3 separate regions of the Anas platyrhynchos genome follow, and regions 1 and 2 are each linked to region 3. The links are chromatin contacts, called in public Hi-C maps. All regions are on one chromosome and are shown on one strand. The core of a region is the stretch at or near the end of the contact, and the rest is flanking DNA. Distances in the headings are between cores, read along the strand shown. Region 1 holds the start of SPR (sepiapterin reductase). Region 2 overlaps EXOC6B (exocyst complex component 6B). Region 3 holds the start of SMYD5 (SMYD family member 5).

Region 1 (4,576 bases), core at 1,966-4,465, 160 kb after region 3:
CGTGTGGTACCACAGACCCCCACGTAGATGCTCTAAGGCAAAACAGATTTGCTGCTGGAGGGTGGTCAGGTGCCAACCCAGTACACACGACCCCAAAATAATCCTCCCCTTTGGGGCCCCTCAATTTTACTGCATCTCAACCCAAAAAGCCCATCGGGACCTCCCAGCCCGTTCCTACCAAGCCGTCCCCCAGCTCCACCTGCAGCTTGGGGCTCCTTCCACCTCCTCTGGGGGGTCTCCCTCCTCCTGCAGCCCAGAACCCGTAAGAGCAGGATTTGGGGATACCCAGCTGTGATCACCGGCGCTACTCATTGCAGAGAAGCGGATCCCAAAAGGACCCAATCTCTGCCCATAAACTGGCTGGGACAGGGCCCACCCAGCTGCAGGGTGAGGGGTGATTTTCAGCCCTCTGTGAAAGGAGGCGAGTCCAGGACCCCCTGACCCCTGAGAGGACAGCAGCAGGTCCTTCTGGGCTCCCCAAAAACACACAACGGCATCAGGCACCAAACCCAGAAGAAGAGGTATAGGAAGCAGAGGGATTTTTGCTAATAATTAACTTAATAGGGACACAGGGAAGAGGAAACCAAGAGGCAGACTAGCTCTGGAGAAGGCTTCGTTGAGCTTGACGGAATTAAGTGAACGTGGAGTTAATGGAAAAGGGTTTTTTTGATGGAATTAAGTGACCACGGAGCTCAGGAAATCACCTGGAGGTGGCAGAGAGGACCCAGAGGGACACGTGTGGTGCCTTGCGGGATGATGACCACGACCTGAGCCAGGCTCCCTGCTCCCACCCTCCCCAGAGCGCACCCACTTTGAACACACAGCAGAAAGACCAGAGCAGACAGGAAACTTTTAATGACTGGAGACGTAGGGAGACAGAAAAATAATCTCGGAATAAAAGGCTGCAAGAACAGGGTGGCAGAAGGAGCTAGGCGTTTCTGGGGCAGGTGGGGGGTGCCAGCCTCGCCACCAGCACTGTGCTTGTCCCACCTCTGGCACTCCAAGGAGTGGGCTTACGCCTCATGGAACTTGGAAAAATGAGGCTAAAAGCCCACAAATAACTAAAAGAACAACCTGGAAGAGGCTCAAACCCCAGCCCCAGCCCCAAGAAAACAGGAAAAACTCAGGGCAGTGATCAAACCCTCGCCCAGGGCTATGCTTGTGCCAGCTGGAGCTCCGGGCAGGCACCCCGGTGTTCGCATCTCCTGCGCAGGCAGCTCCCTCTCCTGGCAGCTCCCTGCCTGCAAGCAGCACCGGGAGCTGCTCAGCTCTGATCCCAAACCCTCTGGGCTCTGAGAGAGCCCCCAAGCTGCAGGAGAGTCTCTGGAGAGATGGGGAAGAGCCAGGGGTGATGACCTCCTGCTCTTACTTCTCTGAAGTACGACAGCAAAGCACGCAGGCGAGGGGCCAGGTGAGAGCAGCTCAGACGTCGTAGAAATCCACGTGGGCGCCGGAGCTGAAGGCGTCCTCCTCCAGGAGCTTCAGGAGCTTCTGGGCCGACACGGAGCAGTCGATGAGCTGCCCGCTCTCCTGCAGGCTCTGGAAATGCCGCCGCATCTCGGGGTCTCCGGTCTTCGTGCGGGCCAAGAGCTGCATGTCCGTGTCCAGAGGACCTGGGGAATCAAAGCAGAAGAAATCACAAACTCTGGTGCCCGTTCTCCTTCTGCACCTGGAGGAATATCTCCTTCTATTAAAACCAGCAGCAATTAACGAGCCCCCTGCTCACCCGGGGCGTAGTTGAGCACGCGCACGTCGGGCTCCTCCAGCGCCAGCACCTGGAACATCATGTCCCGGGCAGCCTTCCCGCTGCAGTACAGCGCCCAGTTCTTGAAGGGCTTTAGGGCGCAGAGGGAGGAGATGTTCACCACCGTCCTGCTCGAGCCGGGGCGCTTCCCGAAGGCCTGCAGGGCGGCCGTGGTGAGGCAAAGCGCCGAGGTGACGTTGAAGGCGAAGTAGGTGTTGATTTCAGCCGGGTCGGTGAGGTCGAGGAAGGATTTGGAGATGTCTCCCAGGGAGCCTGGGAACGAAGGACAAATGAGCCTGGAGTAGTTAAATATGGCCCCAACACCGTCCATATTTGCACCCCCATTTCCACAAGCAACACCCCAATGGGGACAAACATTGGGCAGCTTTGCTGGTCCAAGCTCTCCTGCTTAGATCGGGATCTCCTGGGAGAGCGAGGAGCTCGGCACGGCTCTGCTCACGTTTTTGGGTCACCCATGGGCAGCACCACGGGACAAGGACCTGCCCTGCCTGAACAAACAGCTCCCAACCTTTGGCCTCAAGCGCAACACCCCACAGGGCACCACACACTCTGCATTTTGATCTTTCTGGACCAAGTTGGGGGAAGATCTGAGGTCCTGCTCCTGCAGCGCTGTTACCTGCTGGAATGGTTGGCCTTATCCCAGAAATAATGGGGGAAAAGTGGCCCTAAAGCCAGCAGACTTTGGCCCTAAAGCCAAAGCAGGGTCTGAAGGTTTTCTGGAGGACAGAGCTTGAGGAGCAGGGCCGGAGGAAAGCAGGGGGCTGCAGGAGGAGGTGGGGGGCTGCAGGATGAAGCCGGGGGGGCTGCAGGAGCCTCAGCAGCAGCAAAGCACGGAGCTCCTGCACCACATCCCGGCAAGGAGCAGTCCCGGCGCTGCTGCCCCAGCTCCCCGGCCCCGTTCACAACAAGCCCCCGGCAATCCCCCCGCGCCCACCCCCACCATTAGGAGCCCCGCTCCCGGTTGTTACCGGCGTTGTTAACGACGAGCAAAGGGCCGGGCGGCGCCGAGGGCAGCAGCTCCCGCAGCGCCTCCACCGCCTTCCGCAGCCCCTGCTGGGTGCTCAGCTCGGCGGCCACGCACTCCACCCGCAGCCCGGCGGCGGCGGAGCCCCGCAGCTCGGTCGCCAGCTGGGCCAGCGGCTCCTCGGAGCGGGCCAGCAGCACCAGCAGCGAGCCCCGGCCCAACCGCGGGGCCAGCAGCCGGGCCAGGCTGCGCCCGAAGCCCCGCGAAGCCCCCGTCAGCACGCAGGAGGTCGCGGGCCAGCGCTGCGGCTCCGCTCCCGGCCCTATTCCCGGCCCTATTCCCGATCCCATTCCCGGCCCTATTCCCGGCCCCATTCCCGGCCCCGGCTCCATCGTGGCGCGCCACGGAGGGGGCGTGGCTTCGCGCCCCCGCGCCGTCACGCGCCCCATTCATGCCCCCGTGACGTCACGCGCCCCATTCATGCCCCCACCGCCCCTCAATGGGCGCTCCGCCAGCCCCAGCTCCCATTGGCTGCCCCCGCCCCTCGCCACGCCCCCTAGGTGGGCGTGGCCAGGGCTCGGCCCTACTCCCGCCGCGCCCCCGCCCCGCGGGGCTTCCCCTGCGCCTTGTGGCCCCAAATCGGGGTTTTTGGCCCCGTAGCAGTTTATTTATTTTATTTTTATTTACTTTATTTTTATTTTTATTTTTATTATTTTATTTTTATTATTTTATTTTATTTTATTTTATTTTATTTTATTTTATTTTATTTTTTTATTTTATTTTATTTCATTTTATTTCATTTAATTTTTTCCCCTATATATATTTTTTCACCCAATATCAGTTTTTTCCTGAAATATTTGTTTTTCCCCCATTATAATTCCTTTCCCCGATATAATTATTTCCCCAATATGTATTTTTTCCCCCAATATCAGTTTTTTCCTAATATATTTATTTTTCCCCCATTATAATTCTTTTCCCCGATATAACTATTTCCCCAATATATTTTTTTCACCCAATATCAGTTTATTTTTTCCCCTACATAATTTTATTTTTCCTCATTATCTTTTTTTTTTTTTTCCCTATATATATATATTTTGCCCAGTATCTTATTTTTTTTTTTTCCCAACTTATTTTTTTCCCCCAATATATTTTTTTACTGCTGGGCCCAGGGGTGCCGGAGCCCTGGCACAGACTGCCCAGAGCTTGGGGGGCTCCTCCTGGGGGAGCTGCAGCAGCCACCGGGATGTGGGGCTGGGCACCTTGCTGGGGGTCCTGCCCACCTCAACCACGCTGAGATCCTGGGATTAGGTGACAACACTGTTGTCTGATCCCAGAAATTCCTAAAGCCCTTTGTAAATGAATATTTTGGTGTATGAGGATGCAGCCAGCTTTCCAAGTGGGGCCCGGTGGGTGAGGAGCTAGCTGCTGGCTGGTTCCAGTCTCACAGCTCTCACACCCTGAGCACAGACGGCCCCCGCGGTGCCTGAGCAGGTAACGAAGCCGAGTTTCTCTCCATTAAGCAGTCACAGCTGCTGCCGAAACCCCCGCGCGTTCTAATAAAGCATTAAAAATTCATGGCGTGGCGAAAGCCCAAGAGCGATATTTGTTGTGCTAAAGCAAATCTTTCACGTTCGGCAAAATTAAGATCGTCAGCAAGAAGGAAGACAGTGAACGCGTGGCTTTGTCACGAGCAGCTTCTTGATGGCAGAACTTGCCTTGGTGGGTGCCAGTTCCCCCCTTTCTGCCTGCCCTGCACCCATCACATTTCTCGTCCCCATTCCCAGGGCCAGCTGGAAACGAGCAACATTTTAATGGAGTTTTCTTCCAGTGGTTCACTTCTCCCAACT
Region 2 (4,960 bases), core at 1,343-3,842, 190 kb after region 3:
GGTCGCTGTGAGCCATTGCTGGTACTGCCTGGCCTTCGGGGGCTGATTTTTGTAGAATCATCAAGGTTGGAAAAGGCCTCCCAGGTCGTCTGGTTGTGCTTCAGGTGGTGGCTGCGTGGGTCTGGGTCCCCCTGGTTCCTGAATTGTCCCCGTGTGTGGCCATCACCTGCGTTCCCCGCTCCTCGATGAGCACACTGCTGGAGCAAGAATTTAATCCATTTATTGAGCAAGAGCCCACAGAGCAGGCCCCGTTGTGGTGAAGCCAATTTGTCCGTGCGGGTTTTTCTTTTGGCTTGCACAAGCTGCTTTCTTTTCCTGCCCGTCCCGGCTGATGGATGGCTCTGGAGATGAATGTCTGCGGTGGTCCCCGTCCGCCACTCGGAACAAGCCCGCTTTGTGGCTTTGGTTTGAACTTTCAGCATGGATTTTTAATTAAGCCGTAACACAGAAAGCTGTCTAGGCTAATAGCAGCGGATGTAAATCTGAGGTGGATGCTCCGAGTATGCTTTGAATCTAGTACTTCTCGCTAAATCCTCTTAAATAACTTGCAAATACTTGGTTTTTGGGTACACGGCGCAAGCAGAAACACATCCCAGATGTTTTCTGAAACCCGGTATGTTGTTAGAACAAATTCAGATCACTTTTCTATATCTATTTTTTTTTCAATTTCCCCTTTCTGTAGCCACTTCGGGTCGGTAACTGCAAAATCAGGAGATGCTCTGGGGCAGGAGGTGTCCGGAGGATGATCCCAGCTGCCTGCAGCCAGTGTTTTGGGGATGAGGACGCTTGAGGTGACCTGGTGCCGTGGCCTTGGCTCAGTTTTGCTGAGCCTCTGGTGCTGAGCCTGGTCCTTGAGCTGGTTCCTTGCTCCTGTCCTGGTGCTGGTGCCTCCTCGCTGCAGCTCCTGGGGACTTGAGGAGGATTTCTAAGACCACAAAAAAGGGCTGTGTCTGTAAATCCAAGCAGCGTGATCGCTTCTGCTTCACTGCTTGGGTGCAGGAGTAAAAAAAAGCTAGGAAATGGTTATTTCCATGTGTTAGTGTGCCATATATTGGCCGTCCGCTTTTCCTTTAGGGTTTAGACCTGATCTTGACCATCTCCTCCGAATTGGACCTGGCAATGTGAAAATTTAGGGTTTCCTTTGGTGCCATCAAGTGGCAAAATGCAGTAGTGGTGCCTGGTGGAGGTGATGAGGGATAGCAGAGGCTGCAAGCAGGAAACATCCCTCCTGCTTGAGGGTGCAGGGAGATCACAGGGGACGTGTCTTTGTATGGGAAGGAGAAGGTCTGGGGATGGCAGGGATAATTTCTCATCCACAGAGAGGCTGTGGAGGGTGTAATGGGTTTCCTTCTATTGCCATCTGATTCCTGGCCTTCTTATTAATCTCAGCCACTTATATGCTTATGTCATTTGCTCCTAAACATGCTCTAAACACTTAATTAAATTATTTTATGAAGCTTTGAGGAGCTGCTCAGGTATGTTGGTGCAAGCCCAGTGAGTGGATGTGCTGAGGAACACAGACTGAACCTGGCCTTCCTTTGGCAGCAGCTGCCTTGAGTGAGTCCATCGCATTTCAGCCCATAAAAGACATCCCCTGTTCTGTACCTTTCTCTTTCCACTCTATTAAATATTAAATTACCTTTACAGACAGAAGCAGAGCTGGAAGCAGAGTCCATTTGAGTGCTTTCTGCTTGGTGCCAGGACCTGCCTCACGTATCACCCTGCTGGGGGATGGAGGCTTGTCTCCACTTCATGTTTGCTGCTTTGTGGACCAAACCCTTGATGTTTTTCAGTCCCAGTTTTCTCATTTGAATCTGTATTTGTACACCGAATCCTGAGGACGGTATTTTTCCAGGAGAGCATCAGCAAGGAGTTAATACTGTGACAAATCCTTTTTTTCTTAAGCCTGAGCTGTGGAAGTGGCTGAGCTGTCTTGATAGGGGTAAAACGAGAACTTCAAAAGGGGAAAAAGAATCACCTGGAAGCAGACGAGCAAGGCTGAAGCCCCAGAGGTACCATTTATGCACAATGCAAAGCCAGGTAGGAGAAAAACACTGCTCCAGAAGCCTGCCCAGCCTCCCAGAGAGGCACAGCAGCAGCTCCTTCAGGGGAACAGGTACGAGGTTCAGGATCTTCCTGTGCCAGAGCTGCTCCATTTACAGGGGATGAGCAGCACCATCAGTCTGTCCAGTCCCAGCGTTGTGGGCTGCTGGGTTGGGCAGGCTGCTGGTTTTTGAGCTGGGCCAGGATGGGAAGTGCAGGGTGTGAGCTGAGAGGCACGGTCCTCTCACAGCCCATGCTTTTTCCTGCGTGGCTCAGGATTAGTTAAATGCTGTCAGTCACCAAATGGGATTTTTGGACAACTGGCTTCTGTCTTTCAGAGCACTTCTTGGCTTTGTGCAGTAGAAATATTTGAAGGACAGAACGCCTTTGCTGTCTTTAGTTTGTAGAAAAAACGTCCTGCTGCTGCTCTGTCTTTACAGCCCTTCAGCCCAGGCGTGCGTGCTGAGCTGTGTGCTGTGCTGCATCCCCCCCTGCTGCGGATGCTGTGACAGTCTGAGAGCGTTTGACCTCTCGAGGAGACTGATAATGAGGGGCTGCGTGTCCTTGAGCCACGGCCAGATCTGCTCGGGGTTCTGATAAGCACAGCTCGTGCTGCAGAGGCAGTGCTGCAGGCACGCTGCCTTGCTCTTGCCACTACCCTCTGGGTGCTGCAGACCTCCAAAAGGAGAGGTAGGCTGGGTGGCTGGGGACCTCTAACCTTGTAAAGCATCATAATTTAAAAAAATAAAATATATCCATGCCCAGAACGTGGCTGTTGGGTTTATGCAGCCCTGAGCTGCACGATGTGCTCGCCCATCACAGCCCCAAAACTCAGCCCCTCGTTTAGGTGGCTGCCACCCCCTGAGGGTAAATGTTCCCCAGCTGGAGCGAGGGGATTGAAACCTCTGTGCCCTTCTTAGGGAAAGAGAAAGTTGCTCGTGGCGATTGGAAGTTAGAAGTGGGAATTAGAAGTATGGAGAGTGCAAAATGTGTTGCGTTGTAAAGCTGTTGTGAAAAATGCTCATGTGTTGCTCGGATAAATTCCCGTAACGCTTGCAGTGATGTGTCCCAAACAGCTCCTGAGCTGCAGGAAACGTCTCTGCTCTTCCACCAAGTGCTGCTGCTGAGGCTCTGGGGGGTGCTGAGCTGCAGGTACCTCTCTTCATTTCTCACAGCACAGGGGAAATGCTCAAGCAGCAGATCCCAGGACTCTGCGCAGAGACAGCTGTGGGGTTAGAGTTGTTTTTACCTCCTGGGGTCCTGCTGGGGCAGCTTTTCCCTCTCTCCTGGCCTTTCTGTAAGTAGAAATAAATTCCCAATGGCACTGATGTACTTTACCTGCTCAATCTTTTTCCCTGCCAGAGGGTAACAGCCTTTAATTTGCTGCCCCTGTCCCTTGCCTCCCCCTGCAGCTGGTGGGGTGCAGCGTGGGGAGTGAAAGCAGCCGGTGCCTGCCGGCAGCAGAGGTCAGCGTTATCAGCTGTTGATAAATACTCAATTCACTGGCTTCCAAAATAGATGCTTAATCCCAATACGGAGCTTTTATGTAGGAATTGACATCCCAAACCTTAGCTTTGGCTTTCTTCAGCAGCTTGTACTTTGATCCAGGTGTTAATCCTGATCAGCATGCTGTAGGCTTCGCTTACAGAGATGAAAAAAGGATTTTTGTTCTTTTTTTTAAGGCCCTTGAAGAGCATCGTTTCTGTTCCTGAAGGGCATGGTTTTCCACAGGGCTGAGTAAAGGCGTTGTCTTGTCGGATGGCTTTACAGAATCACAGAATCCACCTTTACCTGCACGATGGAAGAAAAGGGAAAGGAGACTTTCTTGCCGGTTACGCCTGCTGCCTTCCCTAGATCAGATCTGCAGGGTGTGCTTTGGGTAGCACTGAGCTTTGCTTGGCTACAGCTCTGCTTATCTTTTGGATATCAGAGAGGAGCTCAAAGACCTAAATCGCAGCCCTTTTCACCTTTACCTGTAGAAAGAAAGCCAGAGATGCTTTTTTTTCATTTTCCTGCTGCTGTTTTGGGACTGCCACTGGTTCACCTTGCCTCCCTGGTGGGATTGCATCCCTTCTGCACTGTGTTTGCTTCCCCTTCTCCCTCGCTCAGAGCTGCCAGCCCCTCGGTGATCCTGCTTTGGGTGCCGCCAGGTTCCTGCAGGACCACCAGGAAGCCTCTGGTGGTGTGACAAAGCTGGGCAGTGCCTCTTCATCAACCAGAAACGTTCTGAAATTTATTTATGCAATCCCCTTGCTTTCTTTCAGCCCTTTACTCGAGTTTGTAAAAGCACAAACCAGCTAGCAAGAACTGTAAGTTTGCTTTCAGGATAAAACCTCCAATTCCGAGAACCAGTCAAGTATATCATGGTGAAGACCCCACAGTTTCTTTTGGGGGTGCTTGTGGTTGTGTGCAGCACCCCGAGAGAGTTGGGGCAGCCTGGGATCTGCTCAGGCTCATCCTTATCTCCCCTCCCGTGCTTCGGTGCTGGTCCCTGTGCTAGCAGAGCCACCGCCTGCCCACATCCCCTAACAGTGCCCTCCCAAATTGAATGGCACGGCTTTCAAATGGCCAAAAAAAAACAAAAACAAAAAAAACCAACGAAAACCCAAACCAGGTTTAATTAGCATTAAAACTGGGATAATTAACTTCCTTAAATAGAGAAAAGCAACTCAAAGAAATCAATCAAGCTGGATAAAATCCACGAACGTGGCCTTGTAGGGCGTAAAGGGCAGCAGGAAAGCTGGGTCGAGACCTTCTAATTTCTGCTGTGTGGGGCAGCAAATGGTGCCTGGCCCCTGAGGACCCCTTTCCATCACCATATTTTGGACCTGGGGGCCCTGTCTCAGGACAGGCAGTGTCACACTTCCCTCTTTGTGAATGGAAGTCTATTTCAGTGTGTGCTTAGCTCAATTGAAGC
Region 3 (4,663 bases), core at 1,839-4,338:
GCAGCTCAGTATCATCACCCTGTCCCGTTCCCAGAGCTGAAGCAGTCCCACAACAGAAGGGCCAGCAGGTTTTTGCTGCAGCATCCTAACCCCAAAGCCCTATAAGCGACCTCCTTCCTCTCCACCACAGGCACAGGCAGGTTGGAGGGCTCCCAGCACTCGACGCACCCACGCGCTGCCAGGCTCTTACCTTAAATTTGTCCCCCAGCAGTTTGTGAGCGATCTCCTCCTCCTCGTTTGCTGTCTTACTGCAGAACTGCGAGAAGGCCTTGATCCACCAGTCCTTGTCCTTAGCCTGAAAAGGGAATCGAGCAAAGAAACTGCATCAAAACCGCTTTCTTCCCCTGCCAGGAGAACTGGGGAGAGAAGACGAGCCCTGCTGAGCTCAGAGGTGTTCAGCCACCAGAAGCAGTTGCACGGCAGGAGTTTACTGCCAGCGAAAGCATCGAGAAAGCCAGGCCAAAGAAGCAGAGCCAAAGGAAGGGTTCCATCCTGCCTAATTAATTTAGGATGGAAAAAAAATAAAATCTGCTTGGCTCAGGACACTGAAGCCTCCTCTGCTGCCTGCTCTGTCTACAACCAGGAATCACTAGACATTGAAATCTCTTCAAGAAGGAAAGCGCTCTGCCAGCTGCTGCAAAAAGAGATCAGTCCCTGGAAGTAAAAGCCACAGCAGGAGAAAGAAACCTCACACCAGCAGCCGTGGAGTCAAACGACAGCCATACCTGTTTGACAGTGGCGACCATCCGGGCCATCAGCATGATGCTGGAAGTCTCTGGCGGATAATGCATGTTTCTGGAGAGGAACAGAGAAGGAAGATGAGATCAGTGCTGGTACGGAAAGAAAAATCCAGAGGGAGGCAGGGGCAGCTGCTATCTTTGTGCTCAGGCCTGAGCTCATCACCAAAGCGGCCAGCCCAGGGAGAGAAGCCTGCACACACCTGGGAATCCAGGGGATACAAATAATCCCCTACAACTCTGCTAAACCAGAGCCCAGGGAATAGCCCTGGCCCCGTGGAAACCCAAAGGCTGCACAAGAGCTGGGGTTTGTGACCAGGTTTGGGGCAGGGATGTCACTTCTTCCCCCTCTGTGCCCATTTTGTCACTTGCAAGCAGGGACGGCAATTTATGGACGTGCAGGAGTTCTGTGAGGCGGAACTCCAAGCAGCTGGAGATGTGGCAGGCATGCTCTAAAACTGCAGGAGCAAGCGATGAGCAGCTCAGGGCTCTGTAGCCCTTTGCTGGATAAAAAATAAGAACTGCTCAGCCCGTGTCCAAACCCACAGCTACCAGGTCCCTCCAGCCACCCCATGCAGGGATGCAAAGCGAGAACGGTCTTCAGCACTGCTCCCAAGTTAGTGTCACCCAGCCTGTGACACTAGAGCCACCGCCTCTGCCCGTGGAGCACCAGGCAGGTCGATCCCCTACCTCCATGCCTCCTGCAGCTTGTTGAGGGGGTGCGTGGGGTCGTCACGGGATGGGCCGAGGCAGAGGACCTGGTGGTACTGCTCCAAAGCGGCCTGCCTGCATTCAGCACTGCAGTACGTCACCTAGAGCGAGGGGCACAGCGCCCGGCGTTGGCTACAGCAGCAGGAAAAGGGCTCCTGGGCCCCGCTGTGTCCCCTCCCTGACCGGTCTCTGAGCCCCAGCTCTTTAGCGATGCGGAAAGGGGAAAGGCAGGAACCCATTTCGGGGCAAAAAGCTTTACTGAGGGCCTGGCCAGATGCTATAAAGGAGTCAGTGACGCCAGGCAGGCCACAATCCCTCCCGATAACCCCATACCTGGCAGCGGGGACACTGCTGGTGCAGGTCTTTCCGGATGCTGCACTGCTCCGGGTGAGGCAGCACCAGGGAGCTCTTCCCCAGCAGCCGCTGGGCGTTCTCCTCCGCCGTCTCCAAAGCCCGCAGGCAGTGATCGCAGGCTGGAGGGGAGAAAACACAACCAGACGCGTAGTGAGACGTGTGTTTAAGGGCTGTATGATGCACACCACAAGCATCCTCATTTTGCTGATCAGCTCAGCAGGCAGCGCGGTCTACGCAGGGCAAGGCTCGGCTTGTGTACAAACCCCATTTTTGCATTTCTTTTCTCCAAGTCACACTATATCATCTCCTTAGACCCAAAAGCACCAGCCCAGCAGAGCAGTTTAAGCCACGTACACTAAAAAAGTTTAAAAACCTTGCTTTTCCAACCAGTGCCCTGCATTTTCACACCTCCAGAGCACTCTGGTTGTGGGCTCTACCCTGTGCTGGGGTAATGAGGATTGGGACCCAAACCACACAAAATTTGGGGTCCTCACCCCCTCGGTGGCATGGGGTAATGGGAATTGTCACCCAAACCACCCAAAAATCGGGGGCTTCACCCTTTGGTGGCACGTGGTGCTTTTTTTTCCAGCTCGAAGGCTGGGCATTTATCCCCTCACACCATTCCCGCTCATCAACGCAAGGCAAAACACCAGCAGTGCCGCACGTTGGTGCCAAAACCAACCCGAAACCTCTTCCTTTGGAAAAAAAAAATAGCAATTTGTCGATAAACCTTCGCCTTCGCCTCACCTCGGTAGTTGTACAGCGCGTTCCAGAGGAACTGGGAGGCCACCACCGGCCGCTCCACGAAGACGGTCTCCCCTTTGCGGATGCTCCTGGTGGCGAACAAGCCTTTCCCCTGCGAGGGAAGAAAACGTGGTTCAGGGGAGCCAGAGAAAAGGGGCCACACACCCCAAAGCGAACCCCAAGTTTTGAGCTTTTCACCCCAAAACCGAGCCCACCCGGGCACGGCGAGGCGGGGAGCCACCCCCCTGAGGCGGCGCCGGGGCTTCTCCCCCTTTACCAACGGGGATCCGCCAGGGCTGTGGTGGCAGCGGGGGGACTCAAGGGACCGAAGGAGGAGAGCTGAGGGACAGGGGGAAGGCAGGACGCCCCTCGGGCCGGCCTCACCTTGGCGCTGCTGATGAACCGAGCCTCAGCCGCGGCCCCGGGCTGGGCTCCAGCCGGGGAGCCGCACACGTCCCCCGCCGCGGCGGCCATCTTCGGGCGGCGACTTCCCCGCTCTGACCCGCCGGGGGCGGGAAGCGCTTCCTCCTCCTCCTCCTCTTTCATTTTTTTTTTCCTCCTCCTCTTTTTTTCTTCTCCTCCTCTTTTTTCCTTCTCCTCACCGCCCTCACCCCCCTCAGCCCCTTGGCCGAAGGGCGGGGGCCAGCCGCCATCTTAGCCCTCCCCTCACCTCGCCGCCACCCTGGTCCCCTCCGAAAAACACCAAAAAACACCTCCAAAAATCCTCCAAACGGGGCCTCCACCGTCAGCCGGCAGCGTGACTGGCTCTCCGCTATAAATTAGTGTTTTATTTTAACCACCCTGACGGGGAGGGACAGCCCCTGTCAGGCGAGAAGGCGCTGTGCCCCTCACGGTGTGAGGAGACGCGTCCCGCTGCCCTCAAAACCGGCCCAGCCTTCTGCAAAAATAAACACAAAATTTACACGCGTTAACATGCGACCTCGCTTTCCCCAGCTTGGCTGTCTGCAAACGCCTAAAATCAATGAAAACAGAGAGTTCAGTTGTATTTAATCAGACTTTAATTCATGCCGGAGCTGACAGAACCCGCTTGACTCAGCCCCACTCCTTGATCGCGGGTTTGGGAACGGGGCATGGTTTCTTTGGGGAGCTTTGGGGTTTTTTTGATGTCACTAGGTGTCACTGTCGGCTTGTGCTTCTCCTCCAAGTGCTTAAAATCGTTTTAGCTTTTCTTTCCTGCGAGCCCCTGTTGGGAGCGCTGCTAAGCCGTGCCCGCAGTCCTGCAACAAGGACTGGGGTGCAGGTGAATAAATGCTACCTCAGGAGTTGTATTTTACTTGCATCTTCACACTAACAGCAAAAAGAGTAGCCATTAGTGTAATAATAGCGCTATGTGTCCTCTTTTTGTAAGGTTTCAGTGGAAAGTCATAGTGTAGGAGCATCAGCTCGAGCCATGACCCAAACCTTTCTGCCCATGCTATCCCAATGTGGCAATTATTATTATAAATGCAGTCCCAATTCTGCAGGAACTGGACAAAAAATGTCTACTTTCAACCTTAGCATGGGCTATCAATTTCCAATTTAAAAATAAAAATGGGAGGGAGGATGGAAATACATGTGGGTTTTTTGTTTTAATAAATTTCAATAAAGCACATTGTGATGGCTCCTGCTGCTTGAAAGCTGCTGTTACTTTTTGACAACAGGAGTCTTATCAGGAGGTTTCCATTTTTTATTTATTTTTTAATCAATTTCCTGGAAAACACGGAAAACCAAGCACAACAGAAAGGATGGATAGCCCATCTTCAGCAGCTGCGGGGCAAGAAGCCACCAAGGCATCGCTGCCCACCTCAAAACCAAGGTGATGCCAAACCCTGCCATCCCCCACCCAGTCCCATTTCTTTTTTAAAACACGCTATTTTTATTAAGAAACAGAGCAAATAAATAACACTTAACAAGAAAAAAAAAAAAGATATTTCTATAAATAACAAAAGAGTAAAGTGATATACAGTGTTGGGGGTCAGGAGGAGGCACGATGAATTACCCTGAGCTTGTGGCACCCTGGGAGTGCAAGGCGACAGCCACAGCGCTTAGCTGCTGCTGGTGTGGACCCAAAGAATTACTAAAACAGACAGGAAAGCCCAAATAATTATTTACCACCA

What was found. A called contact is a pair of places that touch in the nucleus more often than the background predicts.
Region 1: a contact with region 3 is called in a Hi-C map of subcutaneous adipose tissue, with 3 times the contacts expected there. The contact joins the promoter of SPR here to the promoter of SMYD5 in region 3. A contact is called at or near these places in 3 of 8 Hi-C or Micro-C datasets (skeletal muscle, small yellow follicle and subcutaneous adipose tissue).
Region 2: a contact with region 3 is called in a Hi-C map of subcutaneous adipose tissue, with 4 times the contacts expected there. The contact joins the enhancer-like site here to the promoter of SMYD5 in region 3. A contact is called at or near these places in 2 of 8 Hi-C or Micro-C datasets (skeletal muscle and subcutaneous adipose tissue).

The regions. Positions count from the first base shown.
Region 1 is chr4:78,136,571-78,141,146 of IASCAAS_PekinDuck_T2T, forward strand. It overlaps SPR (sepiapterin reductase), which reads right to left and starts at 3,216. Exons shown (of 3, transcript XM_027455863.3): 1 at 2,734-3,216; 2 at 1,727-2,017; 3 at 836-1,613. The coding sequence starts at 3,178. The coding sequence ends at 1,423.
Region 2 is chr4:78,167,514-78,172,473 of IASCAAS_PekinDuck_T2T, forward strand. The region is part of intron 1 of EXOC6B (exocyst complex component 6B); the gene reads left to right. Among named protein-coding and RNA genes, the nearest start is that of EXOC6B, 22 kb to the left of the region's middle. Within about 2 kb of position 2,593, at least 5 of the 8 cell types and tissues checked have an H3K27ac peak or open chromatin away from gene starts, as enhancers often do.
Region 3 is chr4:77,975,115-77,979,777 of IASCAAS_PekinDuck_T2T, forward strand. SMYD5 (SMYD family member 5) reads right to left here and starts at 3,089. Exons shown (of 13, transcript XM_005023977.5): 1 at 2,931-3,089; 2 at 2,550-2,658; 3 at 1,782-1,921; 4 at 1,428-1,549; 5 at 726-795; 6 at 191-295. The coding sequence starts at 3,020.